2 separate regions of the Urocitellus parryii genome follow, and region 2 is linked to region 1. The links are chromatin contacts, called in public Hi-C maps. All regions are on one chromosome and are shown on one strand. The core of a region is the stretch at or near the end of the contact, and the rest is flanking DNA. Distances in the headings are between cores, read along the strand shown. Region 1 holds the start of Nr3c1 (nuclear receptor subfamily 3 group C member 1). Region 2 holds the start of Yipf5 (Yip1 domain family member 5).

Region 1 (6,200 bases), core at 931-3,430:
ACACAAGGTATCAAATGGAGCCTAATGAATTTCCATGCTGCTTTTTTTGACAGCTGCCTTCAAACCCAAAACCATAACAATACTTCATAAAACGAAATGCTTCCCTCAAGCGACATTACCCCCCAGTTTAAACTGCAAATGACCCTGTCACATTAATCGTCCCTAATGAACCATATACCAAGGGGTCTTAAGTGGTCTTACAGGGATACAGTTTTCCAGTCCGCAACCCTAAACGTCAAACTAGCACTTGTCAGAAATCTTCACGAAAACGCTTACAGTTAGGGGCCACCTGGAAAAGTGGGCTCGAAATGATGCCAAAAGCTAAAAAAACAAGTTCTTTGGGGGATGGGGTGGTGCGAGGTTAAGAGACGTGTGTCCAGACCTGTTGAGTTCCCTCTCCGACACGCCCACTTCTGCCAGATAACGCCGGCCCTGGCCGAAGTCTCCAAGTTGCAGGATGTCAGCCCCCTGTGTGTACGCTCTCACACACCCCGCAAGCCCGCCAGAAACGAGGCGCGCTGGAGCCTCGACAGATACCCCGGGCGTGCTCGGGAGCACCAGGGTGGAGAGGAAATATTTGGGCTAGTACAATCCAGACGCGGCTTCCCCGTGGAACTGGGAGTCCGGGCGGACCCCTTGGAGGGAAAAGAAAGGGGGACCTGCGTGGGAGGATAGGATTTAAAACCCGGGCTGCTGGACGAGGTTCCGCTCGCAGTCGGAGCTCAGGTTCTTCCCTCTCGGCCGGGCCAGGGACAGGCGGTGGAGGGAGAGGAAGAGGCCAGCGCTGTCACCCGCGCGGTGCCCTTCCGTCACCGACACCGGGCCTCGCCAGCCCCCACCCCCACTCCCCGAGGCTAATAAAAGTTTGCAGGCTGCCCCGGTGGCCCTCGGGTCGGCCTCCGGCCCTGGGCGACACCTCGGGGGAGCAAGCGCCCGCACCCGCCCCAGCCCCCACCCCGCCCGCCTCTTACCTCTGGCAGAGGCGCCGCTCACCCGCCACTGTCCTCGGCTCCCACCGCAGCCGAGATAAACAACTTAGCGTGTGAAAGCGGGAGGAGCAGAAGGGAATTTTTTTTCTTAAAAAAGGAAGTAAACAGCCGCCCCCTTCTCCATAGGGGGAGGGGAGAGCCCCTATTTCAGAAAGTCTCCCATTTCCCGGCTGACAAGCCTGCCCCCAGCTCGCTCCCGGCTCCGGCGCGCGCGTCCTCTGTCCGGCACCCCGTCGCTCCAGCTGCGGAGTCTCCTTCCACCCACTAGAATGCGTCCCCGACGGGCGGGCGGTGACTCGGGCTCCAGTCACAGATTCAAAGCTCGCAAAATGGAGGAGAGGGAGGGAGCGCGGACACGCGAAAGGGCGCCCGGCCGCTGCAAGCGAGCGGGACCGAGCGGGGGGCGGGCGGAGGCGGCGCCACAGCGCGCACACACTCGCACACACACGCACTCCCACTCCACCCCCGGCCGCTCCCCGCCCGAGGGGCCGCGCGGCGGCCGCGGGGAACGGTGCAACCTGTTGGCGACGCTCGGCAACTGCAGGGGCGCCCGCAGTCCTGGCCCCCACGCCCTCCGCGCGGCCCCCGCCACCGCGGCCCGACGGCGCCTGCACTCTGGCGGCCCCCGGCTTTGGCCCCGCGAAGGTCTGCCGCCCCAGAGCGCGGCTTCTCCTCCCCCACCCAAGGCAAAAGAAAGTGAGGCGGCGGGGGCCAACCTGGTCTCTCTGGGGGCAAGCTTATTAGAGAAGCCGAGTTTCTCTAGTTACTCTTCTCGCTGCCACCCTCCCGCCCAACTCCGTGGCTCGGGACCCACTGGGGAGCTCGCCCTGTTCCTCTGCTGCAAGCGCCACCAGCGCCCCTGCGGGTGACAGCGGGCGGGCTAGGGGCGCCGGGGCGCGGGGTTGGTGCGCACCGCCGCCCCTCGGCCGAGTTGCGCGAAGTATGTCACTTCCAAAGGGGGTACAGGGTTGCACGGAAACCGTGCAGTGGCGATTCGGCCGCGCTCGGGGCCGGATCCCCCGACACGCCCTCTGGGGAGGCTTAAGGTAGAGAAGAGCAGAGGAGGGGGGTCAGCGCTTACGTACTGTGGACCCGGCGGGAGTCGCGTGCCGGCAGGTCCCCCACCCCCGCATCGTCTGGGCGGCCCGGTCCGCAGCCGCCGGGCTCCCGCACCCGGAGAGAAGTTGCAAAGCAGAACCCACCCTCCCCCGCGCCCTGTCCGTCCCCCACCCTCTTCCCCGAGTCTGTAAGAAGGCGGCGGCGGCGGCGGCGGCAGAAGAAGGCGCCGCCTGCCAAGTTCAACCCCCACCCCTCCCTCCCTCCAGTGCGCTCACACTCGAAGGAAGTTGCACGCCAAATGCAAAACCTCCGGCGAGCTGAATTTCTTTGCACTTTTAAAATTATGATTAAGGAAAGCAGGGGGTGGCAGGTTTAAAAGCAAGTTGCAAAAGAAATAGTAAGTTGCTGGAGAAGTACGTCCTCTACCCAGCCCAAACTCCTGACCTCTCCTTCCACCCCCTCCAGGGCTCAGGTCCAAGTTCCCGGCGGAGGCCCCTCCCCCCCGAATCTTGACATTTGCTGCCCTCAACGCGTCGCTCACTCTTTCGCATTCGTGGGACCCCTGCCTCTCCAAACAAAACAAAACACACGCTGATTTAAAATGTCAGCATTAAACTCCCTCCAGCTGTTCCCGTTACACCCTCCCCCTCAGACCGAGGGAAACACGTGGCCCATCCCGGAGGAGAGAGGGGCGTAGGGCGAAGGTGTTAGATCCTAAAGCCCCCGCCCCAGCCCCCTGCCCAACTCGCAGTGTCTGGAAGGCTTGGGCGATACCGGGACCCACCCTCCTACCTTATGTGGCACACATTATGATTTTTTTTTTTTTTTTTGACTCGGGTAAGGTTGTGCGGTGTTGCTTGAGGGTATAGGGAGGTAACTTTTGCGCCCCCACAGGTGACAGCGCTCCTGACAAGAGCGGGGACTGCCTTAGCTCCACCTATCCCCTTCCCGGGCCGCGGCCAGAGCCACTCTTTCTGGCCGAGTTCCGACTCTGACGGCGTCCGCTTCTGCTCTGACATCTTGGAGACGATTAAGGAAGCGCATGCCGGAAGCCGCCCGCCGCCATCTTGGTAAAGAGCGGTGACGCCAGCACATTCCGCGGCCACAATCTTGGCAAAGGTTCTACCTCGGGGCTATCCTAAGTCGCCTTTCCTTGCTTCTAAAGGGTAAATGCTGTCCTGTGTGTTGTGTGCTATGTAAGAAATACCTCGGATTTAAGCAGGCCCCTTGTCCTGAGGCGATCAATGGGGCACACATCCAGGGGCCGCCATCTTTGCAAAGGAAAAGGCGCCTGCCTCAGGAAAGAAAAGGGAACCAAAACCTGTGCTCACGCAAAACCCTCATCCAGAAGAATTTTTATGAAGAGTGATAATCCAACTCAGTGTTGACCGACACCACTTTAATATCTTGGAGAGAGATTGCTATCCTCATAAAGTGCATGTCAACTGGAAAGAGGCCCTTGCCTTGGATGCGCATAGTGGACAAATAAGTATTTATTTAGATAACTCTACTTTGCCTACTTGCCAGTTTTTCCATCTCCTGAGTCGTGAGGACAAGAATCAATTCTCTTTCATGGCTCTGGTCCCCAAACTACCAATAGTTTTTTTCATGAGGAAAAACTCAACCTAATCCTACAATAATTTATACATGTTTCTAATAGGGGATAGACAGATGTGAGTGGTGGGTACACAAGGTTAAGGAAATAATTCTATAAGCTGGGCCCACTGTGCTGACCCCCACATGATTGTTTTTCAAAGAAGCAATTTACCTGAAACCCTGTCTGGCTTAAGTGGACAGGATATGTCACATTCCACAGCAAACCACCTGTTATCTACAAGAGAAACACAGGCCGGAAATAATGTGGTAACAAGTTTCCCTGAAGGGGAAGACTTTTATGACCCTTTCTCAGCAGATATCAGAACTCAGGAAGATAAGGCTAATTCATCCTAACCTTAAGAATTTGTCATTAAGAATCCAATTAGAACACATCAGCATGGGCCAAAGTGCCCTAAAGTTGTCATGGCAGTGGGGACTTGGATATCTGTTATCCTGCTGTCAATCAAAAGTCAAGAGAAGTCGAGAGAAGTGAACCAGAGCAAGACTCTTTGGAACCCTCTGGGATCCCCAATAAAACTGGAGTGCTAGAGAAGCATGCTGATCCCTGTTCTTTAGGAGAGGATCCACTTTCTCTCTTGAGAGAGTTCCCTTTTCCCCTTTACCATCCCTTCTAATAAACCCATTGCTTGTTAATCTGAGTGATTGAGTGATACCTGAAATCTTTTCAACTTGATCACAAGAATTGTGGTTTGAAGGGTAGTCTTTGCAGTGCTTTGGTTTCCCAGAAGGTTCCAGTCCTGTAACATTACTAAAGTAAGTTAACTTGTGCTAATATGATTAACCTGTACGTTTCCTTAAAATAATTAGGAATTATGCTTGTATGCATACACTTAAGTACATAGATATGTGCATATATGTGTATGTTTATCCAGGGAACCAAGGTTTTCAAATAGAACACTTCCCCCTATATCATAAACCTATTTCATAGCTGAATCTCTGCTCTATGAAAGAATTCACTCTATTTCTCATACATTTAAATTGTATGCTAAGTACTTTCTGCTTTTAAATAATTCATAATTTTACAAAACTTCCCAGTTAACATTTTCTCATTTCACTTTTTCTGCAAATCTAGCAGATATTAATGTGGAAAAATATAGTTTTAAATAAAAAAATTGCCATTGCAAACACTTTTACTTGAGCAGAAATATGATTTTTTCTACTTTTTCTCTTCAGTGGTCTAAATATGCCTAATTTTGAATTTGACAGTAAAAATCTCATTTTTAGTCTTTCACATCATTTGAAAGTATGCATAAACTTTATAATTAAAATTTTTTTTTGATACCAGGAATTCAACCCAGAGGCACTTAACCACTAAGCCATATCCATAGTTCTTTGTATTTCAAAATAGGGTCTCAATAAGTTGCTGAGGATGGCCTCCCTCAAATTTGTGATACTCCTGCCTCAGCCTCCCTAATCACTTGGATGACAAGTGTACACCAGTTCCAGTGAAAGCATGCATAAATTTTAGCCTATATTTTTTTCAGAGTCATAATAGTTATATCTACACCTAATATTTATTGATAACCCCCCATACCCACACCCACACTGCTGCCCACTTTTGCTGGCAGGAGTTGAATGAAATGGGTATTATTATTATTTTTGGTGGTTCTGGGAATCAAATCCAGGACCTCCTGCATGCAAGATCAGCACTTCACCACTGATCTATACCCCCAGCCCTATTTGATATTTCATATGAGGAAGCTGAGGCTGTGGCTTATTTAAAGAAGTTGATGCTTGCTCAGTGTCACTGAGTGTTGAGAGTTGAATTAGAAAATATTAAAGAGGTTTTCCTCACTATCGCAATAGTTTTTGTGAGGCAGTATATCAATCCCATGATAGATTTAAAATGTGTTTGTGGAATTTAATTTGTGATGAAGTTCAATGTACCTGAAAGGAGATGAAATTTAGTATTGTAATAACACAATTCTAACAATACTTAGCTTCTGTTGAGCATTTACTGTCTGCCAGGCATTTATCAAGTGTTTTTTATGTACAATATCTTGTATCCTTATTTATAAATCTGTAATCCTGGAACATATCATTACTACCAGGTAAAAAGGATGAATCCCCAACTGAGGGGACATGTATTTAATTGTCTCAGAGGCAAAGATAAGAACGAAGCTGCTGTATTCAAACTTCATGAAGGCCAGGTTCTGATCTGAGATGCTTCTTCATTGCTTTATGTCCTCCTTCTGGATCAGAGCCCCCATACATAATAGGCTCTCAGCAAATAATATCATCAAATTGACTAGACAACTGGGCATAGTATCACTTCAGGTTGTTGCAGTGGCTAAATGAGTTAATGAGAAATGTACAGGTATTACTCAAGATCCTGATTTTTATTGTAGTAAGTTTAAAAACCTGAGCGCTCCTCCCTTAAAAAATAAACTAGATTAGACTCATTGTTGTATGTCCTTATGTTGTACTCCTGATCCAGTACATACAATAGCTCCTCATTCCAATACAGGTCCCAACTCCCACTCTTTAAGGCCATCAACTTTCATCTGTCCTTTTGTAGAATGTAAAGTCTTCTAG
Region 2 (5,743 bases), core at 3,089-5,588, 710 kb after region 1:
TCAAATAAAAATGGTCTCCATGAAAAAGCTGGTTGCTTCTTAGAGATACCATAATTTCAGTATGTAATAGATGTGCTTTACAAGTGTTTTCCATTTTGTCAACAAAATATTGAAGAAATGTGTACTATGGGTCAGGATTTAACAAAACAACAAATGTTGTTGCTTCACTAAGGGAATACTTGAATGAAACTGACTCCCTCTGCTCTTCTACAGGTGTGTAGCCTTGAAAAATACAACTACTAGAACAATTTGATGCTCCTGTGATGATTTATACTTAGATAACAGCAGTTTTACCAAACATATTTTTACTACATCAGTGCAAATGGTAATATATCTAAAAAGCATACAGAATGTCTTAGTATTACCATGAAAGTAACTTTTGGCTTTAAAAGCCCCCTGAAAAGTCTCAAAGATCCTCTAGGGTCTGCCGTCCACAGTGAGAAATACTAATTTAGATTCATAAATTAAAAGTAAGAGAAACAGTGAGAGCAACTGACCATTTCTAAGCTGGCATCATCATTCCATCTTCAGGATGCCACATGAGAAAGACAACACTGTGGCATTTTACTACCTCCCTTTTCTGACAGGACCTATGGAAGAAAACTGACTCACTCCTTTTAAAGGAAAAAATGGTATGGCAGACATAATCTTTACAGATTAGCAACATTTTCACAGCAGGAAAAGTAGCATATGCTAAATCAATCTCTGAAAAAGTACTTTATGTCTTTGTTGTTGAACAAAGACAAAGCCTCTTATTCCACAAAGGTATTATCAGTTAAGTCAAAGATGAAAACAAAAGCTCTCAGTGTTTTTTGTTTTTTTTTTTAAGTGACTGGATAAAAACATAAATGATTGCTGTTGCTATATATTTTAGAAGTGTATCTAGAATACAATGTGGGATCTATTCAATATCATACATGCCAAAACAAAACAAAACAAAATAAAATAACAAAAAATAAGTTATGATAAAAGAATATTTACTTTTGGTTTTTGTTTGTTTCATTTGGCATATGAGTGTTATCAGTGATATCTGTGAAGCACCCATAGAAGACACCAGAAAATGTTAAAGCTGACATCATATGGAAAATGCCAATGATAGACTAATAAGCCAAACTTGAAGACAATCCAGATATTATGCCTTTTGAATCTAGATTTTCAACAAAGAGTTATCAGCTGATATTTGTTAACAAGTTAGCAAACCACACAGATAACACTTGGTAAGCTAAGATAAAGTTTTAAAATATCATAAGGATGCAGATCTATTTTCAGATACATACAGAAGTGGAAAAGCACAACTTATAAAGCTAAAGAACTTATAAAGCTAAGAAACACATATTTATTACTGCTAATATATAACACCTTTTGTTTTCCTAAGTATTATCTATAAACCCTTAATTGTTAACTGGCAGCAATGGCTATATAATTACCTAAGGAGGAAAAAAAAAAACCTTCACAAATACTGAAGCAAAGCGTAGTAACCCATGATTTGGTTGGAATGGAATTATGAAAATAGTTAGCAACAGAATATCTATACAACTTCCAAATGGAGAACTGCAATTAGATAAGCCACCTTTTTATTTATTGTTTTTTATTTTGGGGGAGGCTTACCGGGGATTGAACTCAGGGGCATGTGGTTACTGAGCCACATCCACAGCCCTATTTTAGAGACAAGATCTCACTGAGTTGCTTAGTGCCTCACTTTTGCTGAGGCTGGCTTTGAACTCATGATCTTCCTGCCTCAGCCTCCTAAGCAGCTGGGATTACAGGCATGTGCCACTGTGCCCAGCACACATTATTAAGTGATACAAATATGGATAGATTATAAAATAAATGCTGAGGTAGATAAACTTAGGAGGCTGCAATCTAAATGGACTACTTCTATAAGTCTAAAGATGGTTAAAAAAAGAAATGCTGAGGTAGACAGACCTAGGAGGTTGCATCTAAATGGAATACTTCTACAAGTCTAAACATTAAGATCTTTTGGTTAAAAACAGGCTGGCATATTGAGATAGCTAGTAGCAGTCAAGCGTTGGAGAGCCTAAGTCCCTGGTCAATCTTTGGCCCTCTGATACACAAAGCAATCATCAAAAATACATATTTAGGTAAATTAATGATTGGAAACCTCTAAACATGATTTTCCCATTCTACTCAATTGTTAGATCAAGAGAGATAACTACTCATAGGTATGTAACTGAGCACTACACAAAAGGAAAAAGATAATTCATAGATTCAGGGTATTTTTACATGTTCACCCCTACTGTTCAACAGGTTATATATTTACATCTTAAATTTATCAGACTTAAATAGTCTATAGGTTATAAAAAGGTGCATAGTGGGGCTGAATTTTTCTTTTTTAAAAATTATTGGCACTTTCACTCAGATACATTAATGCAATGTATTCTAGTACTACACACTTCTCACAGACTGACTAGATACACAATCTTTTCCCTCATCATGGAAAAGTCTTCATGGAGTTTTAAATCCAGGATCCATAGATGAACAACAGATGAAACATGGATTGTCTACAGTTATATACACATTTATTTGGGGAGTTTATGCATGTACTCCTGAAAAACAGGTCCACAGTTTTCATAAGATTATCAAAGTGATCCAGGACCACCTAAAAATGTTTAGGAACCCTAATGTAGAAAACTCCTTCATTTGCCAGAAGAATAATGAGATTTATCTCTAAGGTTCTAAAAGACTAAAGATAGGATAGTTCTAGAAGAAATTGGGAAAAAAACCTTCAGTTAACATATTTTTGCCACAAACTCCAGATACTATAATAAGATTTCATTCTATTTTTAACAGTTCAGACTGAAAGGACTTCAATTTTCCTATTGAATCTGCAACTGATAATGTCTGCTTCAGTGTGAGCAATAATAAAAATGATTATCAATTGCTATATGAAAATCACCTGATGACTCATAACAGGGAGCTTCCATTGTTAAAACAGTCTTAAACAGTGCCACCAAGCACTTTCAATTAGAGTTGATAGCTTCTTTTTTTTTTTTTTTTTTTTTTTTTGGTAATGAGAATTGAACCCAGAGGCTGACTCAACCACTGAGCCTCATCCCCCACCTCCCCAACCTCACTTTAAAAAAAAAATTTTGAGACAGGGTCTCACTAAGTCGCTGAGGCTGGTTTTGAACTCGTGATCCTCCTGTCTCAGCCTCCTCAGCTGCTGGGGTTATGAGCCAAAATCAATTACCTGATAAAAATCAGAAAGTTGGACTGTTTTACCACACAAGCCATCAAAAGGTTTTGACAGTCCAATGGGACTATGTAGTAGCCTATCTTCTAGGTACTTGAAGTTTGCATCCTCATTTTAAAGGATACAGAAATACTGTAACCATCTCAATAAGCTACTTCTCTACCCTGGCATACCTGAAGATTTTGCAGAAGATACCAAATTCTAAATAGGATAATCTCTTCAAACTCAAATTAGTGTCACAGATCTCTCCAGAAAAGAAATTTATTAATAATCACATTCCTGAAAAGGGACACGTTCACACATTCAGTTTTGGACAGAACTACATATTCTGAATACATGCTTTCAATGCAATGTAAACTAAATAAATCGCCAAAGTTGAAAGGTTACTTGCTATAGGGTCCTCCACTTCCTCCATAATCATAGGACGGCTGAGATTGGTCATCGATGCTGTAACTTGTCTGGTAGAATTCCGTGTTTAAGTTCTCAAAGCCTGACATTGCAAATGATCTGAAATAGAAGAGAAAAAGCATGCCCAAGGCTCTATTGAAATCATTCATGGCACTTTGCTTAAGCAAACAGTCAGAAGACAGTAAACATTTATTCCCCAGTAATTGTGGAAAGCAGCATTTGGAAGGTGGTCGGGGAAAAGGAGTATGAAAATATCTAGTTTCTAAGTCGAGGCCGTGGAAGACACTTCTATCTTAAGGAGCTGATAAGCTTTTGGTAGGGGCGAGGTCGTGGGAGGGGTGACTCCACAAGGATCTACAAGATCAGTTAAAAAAGATGATTCCTCAGAGGCGTACAGCTGACAATACGGCAGTCACCTTGAAACCAAGGCTCAAGGCCCGTCAGCAAAGTGCAGAATCCTAGAAGGTCGCGCCTAAGGTGCTGAGACCACGGCAGAAGGAGTTGAAAAGAGAGTAAGGGTCTAGAGAAAAGCGCCGAAAGAGGGCAACAAGCCGAGCCGCACTACTATCGGGAGAAGCCAAAGAGTGTGCCACAGACCAGGGACACTCACCAAATGCGGGGTCGGCAGCGGCGGAAGCAGTTGTACCTCCAGCGGCCCCAAATAACCCCCAACTCAGTTCCAGACCCTGTAGTAGCCCCGTTGCTACGTGTCACAGGGCCAAAAAACTGCTTCCGGGGCACGCCCGCTCGCGCAGGCGTGTTGGCAGGTTTATATTCGGTTGGAGTCCGGGTCGCGGCGGAGGGGGCGGTGCTAGATCTAGAGCAAGCGCAACGTCTTGACGGGCCACTGGGAAGAGGGAAAGTACTTCTGGCACCTGGTGAACGGCGGAGGAAGAAGGCGCAGGCGCAGCAATTGCTGATTACTTGGTGGGAGGAGGCAGTATTCCTCCCTTGTCCCGGAGCTAGGAGAACGGACGGGAAGCCGCGAGATGAAACCTAGGGATTCCCTTTCCTGTGCACTAGCTACAGAGCCGCGGTCTCTCTGGAAGTACAGTGATTCAGGCGCGGTACTAACAGTTTAAAGTATTTAATTTTTGCAACCTAATGAGATGGTTACCCTCTTACTTTACTTTTGTGAGTGTTCATTTTGTGCTACCTACTGGGAATACAATAGTGACTATTAGATTTATGGTAACCGTCCCTCTGGGCGAGAGGGCTAATTAAGCACATACAAATAAGTTGTTATTGATATTTTTAATGTCTTATAATTTTTCGAAAGGTGTAATATTCATTTGGGGGGGAAAAAAAGAGCCTTAACAGCCGCTTAGAAAGGGTGATGATCAAAAGGTTAACTTGAGAGGGAAAAAGAGGGAAGGATAATGGCGGAGGATGGAAGGAGAGCTTGAGTGTTGCAGGCAGAGAGAATAGCATGTGCAAAGCCCGGAATGAGGAAAAGCATGGTGTGAGGAAAGGTGTAAATCAGGCTTTCTGAGCCTTTGCACTACTGTCATTTTGGTTTAGACGGTTCTTTCTAGGGGCGGGTAGTGCCCTGTGCATTGTAAGATGTTTGGGAGCATTCTGACCTCTATCCACTAGATTTCCAGTAGTACCCCTTCCCCTGAGTTGTGACTAAAATGGCTTCAGACATTTCCTAGAATCACAATTTCCAGTCAGTTTTCCCAAGGTGGTGGAATCTTGAATACTGTCACTTTAATACCATGCTATTAACCAATAAGCAGAACCGTCTTTGAGGGTTCAGTACTTAAATTTATATAGTGAGCCTTTTCATTATATACTGGGATCAAAATACTGTGGTCCTCAGAAAAGAAGCCAGACCATTGCTCTGGGACCAATTTCCAAAGGAATAATAAAATTTCACTGGTTGAAACTTTTCTCTGGGCACACATAAACACTTCAAAATAAAACAAGTGCAAAACAAACATTATGCTTCAAACTAAAGTAGTAACAGCAAAAGAACATAGCGTCCAAACCAAAAAAACCAAGTATACCATAGAGTACAATAAACAGCTAGCCACCTTTACAAGTTCCAGCTCCATCAGCGTGAATTTCTGAAATTGCTCATCAAACTGTTTAATTTACCACTGTTTGCCAATCACTTTA

The links. A called contact is a pair of places that touch in the nucleus more often than the background predicts.
Region 2: a contact with region 1 is called in a Hi-C map of muscle, with 5 times the contacts expected there. The contact joins the promoter of Yipf5 here to the promoter of Nr3c1 in region 1. A contact is called at or near these places in 2 of 2 Hi-C or Micro-C datasets (liver and muscle).

Annotation. Positions count from the first base shown.
Region 1 is chr1:97,645,464-97,651,663 of mUroPar1.hap1, forward strand. Nr3c1 (nuclear receptor subfamily 3 group C member 1) reads right to left here and starts at 2,181. Exons shown (of 9, transcript XM_026384454.2): 1 at 2,075-2,181.
Region 2 is chr1:98,350,508-98,356,250 of mUroPar1.hap1, forward strand. It overlaps Yipf5 (Yip1 domain family member 5), which reads right to left and starts at 4,339. Exons shown (of 6, transcript XM_026384443.2): 1 at 4,233-4,339; 2 at 3,602-3,721. The coding sequence starts at 3,711.